Linked DNA regions of Capsicum annuum: region 1 is linked to region 2. A link is a contact called in public Hi-C data. All regions are on one chromosome and are shown on one strand. The core of a region is the stretch at or near the end of the contact, and the rest is flanking DNA. Distances in the headings are between cores, read along the strand shown. Region 1 has its middle 24 kb from the start of LOC107878461. Region 2 holds the start of LOC107878463 (G-type lectin S-receptor-like serine/threonine-protein kinase SD2-5).

The links. A called contact is a pair of places that touch in the nucleus more often than the background predicts.
Region 1: a contact with region 2 is called in a Hi-C map of leaf, with 2.4 times the contacts expected there. The contact joins the enhancer-like site here to the promoter of LOC107878463 in region 2. A contact is called at or near these places in 2 of 5 Hi-C or Micro-C datasets (both in leaf).

Annotation. Positions count from the first base shown.
Region 1 is chr7:213,705,802-213,712,404 of UCD10Xv1.1, reverse strand. It overlaps the pseudogene LOC107877348. Among protein-coding and RNA genes, the nearest start is that of LOC107878461, 24 kb to the left of the region's middle. Within about 2 kb of position 5,119, at least 2 of the 5 cell types and tissues checked have an H3K27ac peak or open chromatin away from gene starts, as enhancers often do. A contact at or near this core is called in leaf, where this site is marked.
Region 2 is chr7:213,659,683-213,665,601 of UCD10Xv1.1, reverse strand. LOC107878463 (G-type lectin S-receptor-like serine/threonine-protein kinase SD2-5) reads right to left here and starts at 2,334. Exons shown (of 1, transcript XM_016725460.2): 1 at 1-2,334. The coding sequence starts at 2,228.

The DNA.
Region 1 (6,603 bases), core at 3,870-6,369, 44 kb before region 2:
TAGTGCCATGTTTCCAGCAAACAAATCCAAGAAAAGAGTTTAAAAAAGATAAGCCAATCAACAAAAAATAGATTCAGATCCTGTAATAAATGGGCTTTGATACCATGTCACAAACAAAGGAAACGGGGAGAGTAAAGTTACAAGGAGAAAATATAAGGAAACTACAGCCGTAAATCGCTACAAAGAAACTGCAGGGAAGGGAAAAGCTGAAACTTTCATTTTGTTTTCTATTCTCTGGATTGATACAAATGTACAACGTGCCTCCTACTTATACTTGTCTATGGATGATTTTAGATATCCTTCTAGATACTTCTACAAGAAAAATCTTGTGATTCTTATCTTCTACTACTCTAGAATATCTAGATAATTCTACAAGATATTTATTCAAGATACTACACTAGGATATTCTAGAAGAACCTATTCCAAAAAATATCTAATATCTACGAGTTTCTACTACAAAAATATCTAATAACTAGGAGTTTCTAGAGAAAACTTATTTCCTAACAATGCTCTAGCTTTGTCGAAGGAAGGATAAAATGCAAAATATGCAGTGTGCTTGAGCTCTATGAGACTGTGATACTGTGGAGAATCACAAGAAATGGATGTTTGCTCTGTACAACCAAGATCCCGACTCCTATTGTTAGATGGCCTGAAGAAGTTTTCTTCCGCTGGACAAATGCAATGTAGAGACAAAATAGTCACAATATGTAAACATGTCCTTTAACTTGGCCTCATATCACATCTATGATCTCCAACTTTGGACGTACAGAAGTAGACACTTAAACTTGTATAAAGTTGAACAAGTAGACACACATGTCCTACGTGGAATCCCACATGGCCAATTCTTGTCCTATATGACGTCCTACGTGTACTATGCCACATAGGATGTGTGTGTCTACTTGTTTAACTTTATATAAATTTAAGTGCCTACCTGTGCACACCCAAAATTGGAGGTCACGGGTGTCATTTTTGGTCAAGTTAAAAGGCATGTTAATGTATTATGCCGACAAAATATCATGTACCTCCTCCCAATTAATGCTGCCCTATTGGTGTACCCGTAAATGTCCATCAGGCCCAAGCTTCATGAAATGAGCTGCTAGCCTCGGAGAAAGTGTATGACCATCAAAACTGAACAAATATCAAACTCTCGAACATCTACGCTTTCCTTAGATACAACAAATATTAAAGATATTACTTTATAAAATTCTAGAATTTTTTGTACCTTCAAAAAATCAACATTATTTTTCACACTTCTTGCTGGTTCATAGATGAGTTTCTTTTAGATTCGGTTTCTCTTTCTTTCAATCAATACAAAAACTTTTGCCATGGGCAGTCATTTTCAAAACTTCTGTTGACTAGTAAGTTGTAACACTCTTTCCAGCAGTTGTGTAGGCTGGATCCTCATTTTAATTAGACGGGTTCAGATATTAAGTTTTTAGAGCTGAATTTGTTATATTTTAGTATTTGTGGTTCAAAATGTACGTACATTGTTCAAACTGGGAGCTCTATTTTTTCACTGATGGGACCATTTTGACCATTTCGATGTTTCAACTCAATTATTGTTCAACCTTGACTACTAGAAAATCTAGGTGGAAAGTGTTGAAACATAAACTCTTCTAAAACCGAATTAAATTACAAAAGCATAAAGAATTCATTAAAATTTTGACATATCATTAACTTATAGAACTTCTGAATTTATACAAGAAAAGATATGAGAAATCAGACATATAATAGAACTATGAGGATTCGGTACTTCAATGGTTTGTCACCGCTTGAAAGAACTAACCAAATTCAGGCTTTCCTTGATAAACTGAATTTATGGACACGATTCATAATTGAATTTTGTTAAATAAAATGAGAAGTCTTTCGTTGTAGGCAAAGTCAGCTGCTGAAAATAGTGTTAGAACTTAGTGGAAGCTTGGAAAATGATACTAGCACTTGGGACAAAATTAAATGTGATGCCCTATTACTAGGGTAAGATAGAAAAAGAGACCAAAATCTAAAAGAAACTGATTTATAGAGAAAATTAGAACTAAACAACATTATTGAGGTACAGAAGAAGATAAAGTTGTGCGTGAAAGTCGCAGTGGTCCTAGATTTGTCTGTGGGGTTGAACAATTATTTAGCTGGAATTTAGGAAAGGCCCTTTAGTGGAAAACTTGGCATTAACGTAGAGATAAGTGCCAAAATAGCGAAATTAACTTGGAAAATGATAGCATAGGAAGACTTCTCTGATGTCCCTTTCCGTATTGACTAGGCAAAGATGGAAAAGGGGACTCATTTGTGAGGATAATTATATTTAGAAATATCACTTTTGAAACTTAGGGATAATGAACTCGTCCGTATACCTCTTCCACCTAAATTCAACCTTTGCCAATTGAGCAAAGCGCTGGGGCGGATGGTTTTCTTTCAACTTTACGCAAAAAGAAGGTGCATGTCCAAGAAAAACCAAAAAACCAGGCATTTCAATTCACCACAGGAGAGAAAGTATTCAAACTGTTATCCTCATTTCGCGTGTGTCCGCCAGTATGCACGTAAATGAAAATCAGACACAACCGATGTTAAAGTAGTAGTTGCTGAAAATTGAGAAATTCAAAGTAAAGTAATTTGAGGAATTTAGATGTTGAATGGTTTGGAAAAGCTCTTAAAACTAATATCTTATTCTTGTTTACTTGTAAGAGCCATCAGTGAGCATGAATGGCTTTCAGTGTTTAGTAAATTAAATGAGCAAGTCATTTGTTAGAAAAACGCTTCCTTTAGTGGCCATCCTTTCCATATCTCGAGGAACGTATGCTGAATACGCTGTGACAAAAAACGATGGACCCCTTTTTATACTTTTCCCTTTCATTTTGTTAGCTGGAACTAATAGAACTAACAATAGTGCTTTAGAGTTGATACAAGTCGAATGACCACCGTAATTTTTTAAGACATGATTGGAGACCATCACTTAAAGGCTCAAGACTTGGTCACCCCAAGGGCACAAGAATATGCAAGGAAGACCCATTTTGAGCCTACCATTGAGCATACCATTCATGAAGGCCGTGAGTGGAACATTGCTTGGAGCATTGAAGACTTGGGGTTTCACGGTTTTGGACACTTAATGGCTCACGGTTTTGGGCCGTCTTCATTGAGGGCATTTTGGTCACTTCACTTTGCCCAAAATGCACCATGGCCGCCCCTCTCATTAAGGGTAGTATAGTCATTTTGTCTTCTTTTATAATGTACTATAAATAGAACCTTTTAGCACTTATTTCCTTAGTTTTTTATGGATGTAAGACTTGAAACATGGTAGCACCTTTAGTTATAGGGCTTGGAATAGCCACCAAACCGAAACGAGGGCAACAAGTGTGATATCACTTGTGTTGCAATGTTGGCTTGATACGTTAGTGTTTAGAGGAGGTAAAGTCATGTCAAACGTAGGAGTTAGGTTTTTGTTGAGTGTAGTGTTAAGAGTCCAAGAGTCCACCAAATTCTTGGGTTCTTAAGATTATATCCTCACTTGTCTATCTATCTATCTTGTATCTTGTTGTATCCATCGGTTTCTTGTTCTCGTTAATGTAACCTGTGAGGTGTTGTTATTGTTACGACATTGTTGTTATTGTTATCTTGTTCATTATCTTGTGTTTTAACTTAATTTGGTTGGCTGTTTTTGGTGTGTTAACACCCTTGTCATCTCGTTTTGTTGATTGTTTGTTGAATCCGAGAGTTGGTCACCAAAGGGGTCCTCGGTTTTTGAACTTGTGGTTTATTTTTGGTGTGTGATTTCGTGTGTTCTTGGTCAGTCTCGTATCAAGAGTGGAAACACCAGCAGCTGGAAAGAGTGCAAGAAGTCAACAAAAGTTAGGGGATGTTTTCTTGAGATCCCTCGCCGTAATGACACACATCTAGTAACTCAGTTTAGTTTGGCTGGTACACAACTTAGATACCTTAATTGAAGTAAATGATGTGAAAACTGAAGGAATAGGTGATTCTAAGACAGGTACAGACTTGTATAGGCACCTGTACATTGAGGCATAGTATGTCAATCGGACTCATTTCTTTCTACGGTTTATTTTCCTCGGTTGGTTGTCATGCTTGCATCCTTGAAAAGAATATATCTACGGTGACAGATAATAAGATTTCTCACGGACTTTTCACTTTTCAGAAACTTTAATAATGCTTTAAGCTCGAAAATCTAAAATTTATGTTACATCACATTTCATGAATTATAATCTCATACACCATAAATTGGACATGTTGCAATATTTGACATTACCTAACCATAAATTAGTTCTTTCGAAGACTATAAATCGTAATATTTTCTTACCTTGGTCCCGATAAAATTGAAGGAAATTTTGAATTGATAGTGGCTTCTCTCTGTTGGTTGCCTGTCCCAACCTTAGGTACATTTCTGTAATTATAATCTAAGTTGGTTTCAATAGTCACAAAACTTTCTAGTACCTTAATCACCAATGACATGGAAGGTCTCTTGGAGAAATCGCCCTGTAGACACTATGCAGCAACTCATCATTTTTGTCACTACTTTTCTATGGAGCTGCATACCCTTGTTTCTGTCCACCATATTCATGAGCTGCTCTTGTTCCGCTTTTCTCCTGAAAATACTTAGCAAATGGACATCTTCTTCATCAGCTTGGTACCAATCCAAATTCTTTCGCCCACAGAGAATTTTCAAAAGCACAATTCCAAAAGCATACACATCAACTTTCTCAGTGATTACTAAGCTGAACCATTCAGGGGGCTAAATACCCTGGTGTTCCTCTCATTCTAGTCACAACTTTGCTTTTTTCTTTCTCAATTAGCCTCAACAATCCGAAATCAGATATCTTAGAATTGAAATATTGATCTAGAAGGATGTTTTGTGGTTTGATGTCCAAATGAATTAATCTTATGGCTGGGATACTCATGTAGACAAGTTAACCCTTTCGCAATATCTGATATTATCCTTTGCCTTGTGTTCCATGTAAACCCGATTCTCTTGATTTTAGCAGAAATCCACCTATTCAAAGATCCATTTACCATGTAGTCATAGATCAGAAGCCTCTCACTCTTTTTGGCGCAAAATCCTATGAGTTTTACAAGATTGACATGGTGAATGCTACCGACTATCTTTACTTCTGTTAAGAATGAATCACAGCTACTTTGGCACCATCACTGAGTGTTCCTTCATATGCAGAGCCAAATCCTCCTTCCCTGAGTTTTCTGCTGAAATCTTTTGTGATTACTTTTAAGTCAATTAAGAAAATCTAGTTAGAACTCCCGGTAAAAGATAGGCAAAAGCAATTTTGGAAAAAAGAAAACCTGGATGAAAAAAATGTGGAGATAAATGATGAAAAAGATAAGAAAATACAGTCTATGGACAACAATCATTGCTTCTCTCTTTATTTTCTACTAATTCCTGGTGTTATTCCTTTTCTTGGACATACACCTTAGTTTTATGTAAAGTTGAAGAAAGAAAAATCAAAGCTCCAGGTGCTTAGTTAAACTGAGTAAAATTGAACGGAGCGAACTAAGTCTGATATTAAGTGTTGACTAATTCGTCAATATCAATCGTGTGCAGAGTCTTGTTATGGTCCTGTTTTTTAGTATTAAGTGGAATTAAGTTTTACTAAGTCAATTTCTGTATTTTTCTATTTACTATTTTAGCAAATTAGTGGGCATGTTGTTAGTAGTGTATTACCCCTGCTTCACCACTATCTTTATGTAACACCCCGTGATGTCCTCGACCAAATACCTCATTTCGTAGTATGTTAAGTGGGTTAATGATCTGAAAATATTCTAAGTGTAAAAAGGGACTTAGTCACTTTTGAACTCCTAAACTTGGATGTTTTTATTTTCGACCTTCCTGACCTCGGAAAGTTAATTTGTAAGTTGATTCATGATCAGGGGTGTCAAGGGTACGTCCCGGGTAGGTTTTGAAACTTTCGGACTAGCGCAAGGGTAAGTTTGGATGTCCAAAATAGTGAGGCCTCGCGATAGGCCCGTGTCACGAGGGCCAATTAACCTAGATAGGTGTCTGTTCACGAGGGCCAGTTAACCCAGATAGGTGTCACGTCGCGAGGGCCAGTTAACCCAGATAGGTGTTGCGTCACGAGGGCCAGTTGACCTAAGTAGGGGTCGCGATGCGATGGCAGCCCAGTTTTCCATTATTTTATCTACAATTTTTAAGGGAAAATGGGTCTTTTCCTTCACCCCAATTCACCCAAGACACGGGATTTAATGATAATCTAAGTACATTAGGCTTGATATCATCAGAAACTACTCCTATTACTTTAAAAGAAAACCTTAGCTTCTTCCTATAAGGTCAAAGGATTCATCTTTGAGTTGAAGAATTTCAAAGAACCTAAGTCTGATTCAGATTCCACTCTTCTTTCTCAGTGATCTAAGGTACGTGGGGTTTTCCTAAAAATACTTGGGCATAAGAAAATTGTTCAATAACTTTTAACATTCTGAAATTATGAATTCTTGAAGGGGTTTTGGAAGTTACATTGAAATTTTACATTTATGAATTCTTTAATGATATTAGTGTTTTGGTCTTGAGGCCTTTTCCCCAAATTAATTTGAAATGTTATATATATATATATGCATGTGGTTAAAGTTGATAAT
Region 2 (5,919 bases), core at 1,085-3,584:
TCCTCTGCCTTTTTCCTGAATAAGTTTACCATTACCTGTTGGTCTTCAGTCTCAGATGCTTCAAAATGCCTTCTTCCACTCAAAATTTCCAAGATCACAATGCCAAAGCTGTAGACATCTACCTTTTCAGTTATAATGCCACTAAGCCATTCAGGAGCCAAATAACCAGGAGTGCCTCTCATCATTGTCATGACTTGGCTCTGATTTCGATCAATTAGCTTTGCAAGACCAAAGTCGGAGAGTTTCGCATTGTACTTCTCATCTAGGAGTATGTTTGGGGGCTTAATATCCAAATGCAGAATCTTTTGCCTGCATTCTTCATGAAGGTAGGATAATCCTTTTGCTATGTCTTGAATAATCCTCCTCCTACAGTTCCAATCAAGAGTAAGCTCTTGTTTCCCATGGTAGATCCATTTTTCTAGTGATCCATTGCTCATGAACTCGTATACTAAAAGCCTATGAGATTTCTCAGCACAGAAGCCGATCAGTTGCACCAAGTTTACATGATGTAAGCTGCCAATAGTTTCAACCTCAACTAAGAATGATTTTTTGATTTGTCCTATTCCGTCAAGGCATTTCACTGCAATTTTTTTCCCATCTTCTAAGCACCCTTCAAAAACTGATCCAAATCCTCCTTCACCAAGCTTCTTGGTAAAATTTTCCGTTGCAGCCTTTAGATCATCGTAAGAAAATCTAGTGGGCATTCCTTGTACGTGATCTAGAAAATCCTCCTCATCTTCATTTGCCTTTGTCTTCTTCTTCTTCAAGAATATGAAAGCTGCAATTCCAATTATGATGCCTAAGATGGAAAGTCCTATGACAGAGTACAGTGTAGCACCATTAATGTACTTTTTCCCTTTTGCAGCATCTGGTTCAGCTTTAACCTGTACTTTTATAAATGCATAGGAACCATACCTTGTCCTATCCTCGGTTTTCATTAGTGAAAAGATCTCGGATGGTAGATAGCACTCACCCGTGGAAGAGTTTAAACCACTACGAAAGAAAGCAGCTTTGCAGGAACAGTTCCTCAAACATACATCTTTACAGGTATTCATATCTATGTTTTCCAGATCTGCAGTAAACGCGAAATAGTTTATGTCTTGAAGTTTCAAGAATGTGTGGTTATTTGATTCATTACAATTCAGCCTTGTGATCTCAGAGCAACCTAGATCAGCCTGCCTATCGTCTATCTGTCTGAAATAAATAGTTGAATTCAAGCTTGATTTGGGACAACTACATTGCCCCCTTGAGCAAATGCCATATCTTCCACATACCATGGGGTAAGTGCACGCACCTAAATAGCCATTTACATCAAAGATCTCATTCCAGATAATGTTCCACTCGTACACTTTCAAGTGTCCATCGGACTCGAGCTTCATATATTGAGCAGAAGATACTTTTTTTGCTGGAGGAAAAGTAACCAGTGGATCATTAAAATTATTTGAATTTGAGAATAAAGCTAAGCTTCCATTCAAGTACATAACATAATTGGAGCCTCCACTAGCATTCAACCCCTCAATAGATCTTTCAAAGTATGTTTGGGGAGGATTTGACTGTACAAAAGCAACCAAACCATCATCGGTAGCAGCGAAGGCAAACAAACCTCCCTCGGTCCAGTTTGTTCTTGAAACACTTGCTGTTAGTTTCATCCCTGATACTAACTTCTGCCCTGGAACCAAAGCATCAGTTGGGTGATCAAAAGATTGCCAAACAGTCGCATTGTTGGAATCAAACAAAACAAGATTCCCCTCATCGGTCAAGTTTAATCCAGCAACAGATTTCCCAGCAGTGTTTGTAGACCAAGCCAAAGTACCATCAGCATCTCTAAGCACCAAGTCTCCTTCTGCTGTAAACTGCAAAGTAGCATTGGTCTTGATTGGCTTATTCCTATTAGCAGACCAAACAACTTGGGGGAATCCACTGGTGGGTAAAGTCATACGGGCAATACTGTTGGTTTGCACAATGAAGATGGCAAAAAGGTAACTTTCACAATTGCCATTACAGTAGAAACCACAAGCATATCTTGGACCAAGTGTCCCTCTGGCTAGTATAGCCGTTGCCATTGAGTCATCAGTGAAATTCACCGAATATGGAAAAGAAAAACTATTGACCCAAGTTGTAGAAAGATTTGCAGTTGGGTAATCAAAACGTCCATAGGATATCAGATAAAAAGAACAACAAAGGATGAAGGCAAAAGGAAAATTATTGCATAAAGCCGTGAAGAACATTGGACGGCAAAGAATAATATTAAGAAAGGGTAGATATTGATGATGATAATGTATTTCTACAAGTGGAAGTTGGGAGTAATTAAATTATATTGTTTAAGCTTTATGTATGTACTGCTCCTATCGTTCAATTTTACTTGTTATATTTTTCTTCTCGAGAATCAACATTTTAAAATGTATTAATATAAAAAGAATTACAATTTATATTAATATAAAAAGAATTACAATTTATACCTTTTTTCGTATAATTTTTAAAAATCAAAATTTTAAATTGAAAATATTAAATTAATCCATTTTAATTTCGCTTTGAAGTGCAGTACTGTGTGAGCATGTGATTGTACATCATTTGTGCCCGAAAAATATCTAGCGAGATTTTCTTCAATAGTATGATTTGATGTCTGTAGAACATATGGTCGATGGAGTAAAGTGTGTGGAGTGAATTAAAAGTGCACGTGGATTTATTTCAAGAGGAAGAGAGGGAGACTTTCTTTTTATTGGGTTTTCCATTTTGGTGTTTGGTACCCATATTGGAGCTCGATTAATTTGAATTTGCGCCGCGTAGAGCCCATTTGGGGGAAGCGTTCTTTATTAAACATTTTTCCATATCTAAGGCTCAAATCTGAGATCTCTAATTAAGGGAGGAGCAAACTCCTCCGGTGCACCACATCCTTTGGTAGTGAGAGGAAAACTTTTAATAATGGCCATCTTGTTGGTAGATCTCATTTTTTAAATTTATTTTTGAGATGGTAAACTAAAAATATCTAGGTAAAAACAATATTTGTTACTAACAACTTAGATTAAGGAAATACTAAAAAATACTTACTAAAAAGCTAGATCAAAAGAAAAATATATTTTTTGCAATTTTTTTCTTTTAAAAATGAGATAAAATCAGTATCTTAAAATGTGCTCTTATTGTAAATCAAATTATTATTGTGGATCTCTGTAATTCTTAGGGGTACCTCCCTTGTCAATTTGGTAATTAACTTTCACACCTTCATGATCTCCCATATTTTCATAATCTTCCCCTTAATCTTCTCCATTATCCAAATGATTAATTCCATATTCATGACACTATTTGATGGCGCTCAATGTATTCATTAAACATGAATTTACATTTGTAAGAAAAAAAGAATGCTATCTCTTTGTTTTATGGAGACCAAAAGCTAAAAGAAACTTATTTTGGAGGAAGTTACAATTCAAAAACATCAGTGAGGTACAAAATTAAAGAAGATAAAGTTGTGAGTGAAAGTCATGGTGGCCCTAGATTTGTACAATTATTGAGCTGGAATTTAGGAATGGCCCTAGAGGAAAACTTGGTATTAATGTGGAGGAAAGTGCCAAAATAGTGAAATTAACTTGGAAAATGATAGCATAAGAAGAATTTTTGTGATGTCCCTTTCTGTATTGACTAGGCAAAGATGGAAAAGGGGAGACTCATTTGTGAAGCTAATTATATTTAGCAGTATCAAAAAGGAAAATCAGACACAAATTGATGTCAACTTAGTAGTTACTGAAAATTGAGAAATCCAAAGTAAAGTAATTAGAATAATTTAGATGTTGAATGGTTTGGCAAAGTTCTTAAAACTAGGTATCATATTCGATCTTGTCTACTTGTAAGAGCCATTAATAAGCATGATTGGTTTTCAATGTTTAATAAATTAAATGAGAAGTCATTTGTTAGTAAAACGCTTCCTTTAATGGCCACCCTTTCCATATCTCGAAGAAGAAAGTATACTATACGCTGTGACAAAAAATTATGGACTCCTTTTTTTGTTAGGACTGAAATAATTAGGTGTCATGCGGAAGCTAGTAAAGTAAATCTAGAAAGACACCAAATAAGAAGACAAACGAGAAATACACCAAAAGAGACACAAGAATTTAACGTTCGGTCAATCGACCTATATCCACAAAAGGAGATAAGCAATCTATTATATAAAAGAGAGTACAAACTGTGAAGAGAGTAAACCTCACACAATTCATTCAGAATAAAAGAGGCTCACACAAGTGATCCTGCAGCACTTGTGTCTCACAAAGTCTCCCCCAAACGAAACTCTCAAACCCCTAGGACTACGTTGTGGATACTACAAAAATAGAAGAAAGGAGTCTCTGTTTATAGAATTTATAACCTTTTCTTACAAGATTAAGGATTAACATCGAGAATATGTTTTCCGTTTCCTAAAAGGAAAACCCAATTATAGTACCTAAAGGAAAACTCAATTATGGTAAGAAAGTCCGTACAAACACCAACATTTTTTACTTTTCCCTTTAATTTTGTTAACTGGAACTAACAGAACAAATGCTAGTGCTTCAGAGTGGAAACACCAGTAGCTGGAAAGAATGCAAGAAGTCAATAAAAGTTAGGAGATGTTCTTTTGAGATCCCTCGCCGTAATGACACGCATATAGTAACTCAGCTTAGTTTGGCTGGTACACAACTAGATACCTTAATTGAAGTAAATGATGTGAAAACTGAAGGAATAGGAACTTCTAAGATAGGTACAGACTTGTATAGATACCTGTACATTAAGGCATAGTATGTCATTCGGACTCATCCCTTTGTACAATTTATTTTCATAGGTTGGTTTTCATGCTTGCATCCTTTAAAAGAATATATCTACGGTGACTGACTATAAGATTTCTCAAGGACTTTTCACTTTTCAGAAACTTCAATAGTGCTTTAAGCTCGAAAATCTAAAATAGATGTAACATCAGATTTCATGAATTATAATGTCATACACCATAAAATGGAAATGTTGCAATATTTGACATTATCTAACCAGAAATTAGTTCTTTCGAAGACTATAAATGGTAAGAATATTTTTTACCTTGGTCCCGATAAAATTGAAGGAAATTTTGAACTGATAGTGATTTCTCTCTGTTGGTTGCCTCTCCCAACCTTAGGTACATTTCTGAAATTATCATCTAAGTTGGCTTCAATAGTCACAAAACGTTGTAGTACCTTAATCACCAATGACATGGAAGCTCTCTTGTCAAAATTGCCCTGCAGAGACACTGTTGTTTCGGGTACACAATCTATATATTTGCACAAGCACTTCAACACAAGTTCAAGATTATATCAAGAGCACTTATAAAGTTTTAACACCCTTAACACAAGTTCATCAAGAACTTTAAAAAAAGTATGTTATTTAAAGAAACAAGATGAAGTAGAAATAGAGCCAAGTCCTCCAAATTCACAGAGTGTCCTTAAGGAACTAATTTTCCTCAAATGCCCGAGGTTGCGAAATTTTTCCTCCCAGGATAAAATGACTCACAATCATAATGTAGCAGTACCTCAAACCTTCTGATTTTCTTCGAACTCACTCAACGGAAAATGATCACACAGAGTTTTTAGAAGTAAGAGAACTGTTTTTTCAATGCAGAAATTTTCGTTCTACCTGAGGAAAAAAAAGTTCAGGTATTTATTGACATCAAATGCCCCTTTGGAAAGGAAGCAATGGTTCATGGAAGGGTGTATCATTTTGGAATAGTCATGTCTGTCCATTAGAAACATTGTGTCTTTTCTGAATAGTCACATCCAACCGAGCAGTCACCCCTTTCCAAAATAGTGTGTCTTCTCCTCAAAGGATTGTGTCTCTCTATTTTCCATTCACACCAATTGAACCCAACAATCCCCCACATGAATGGGAAATGACTATTCTTTATAAAACTTCACGGACAAGTATGTGATCAGCAAG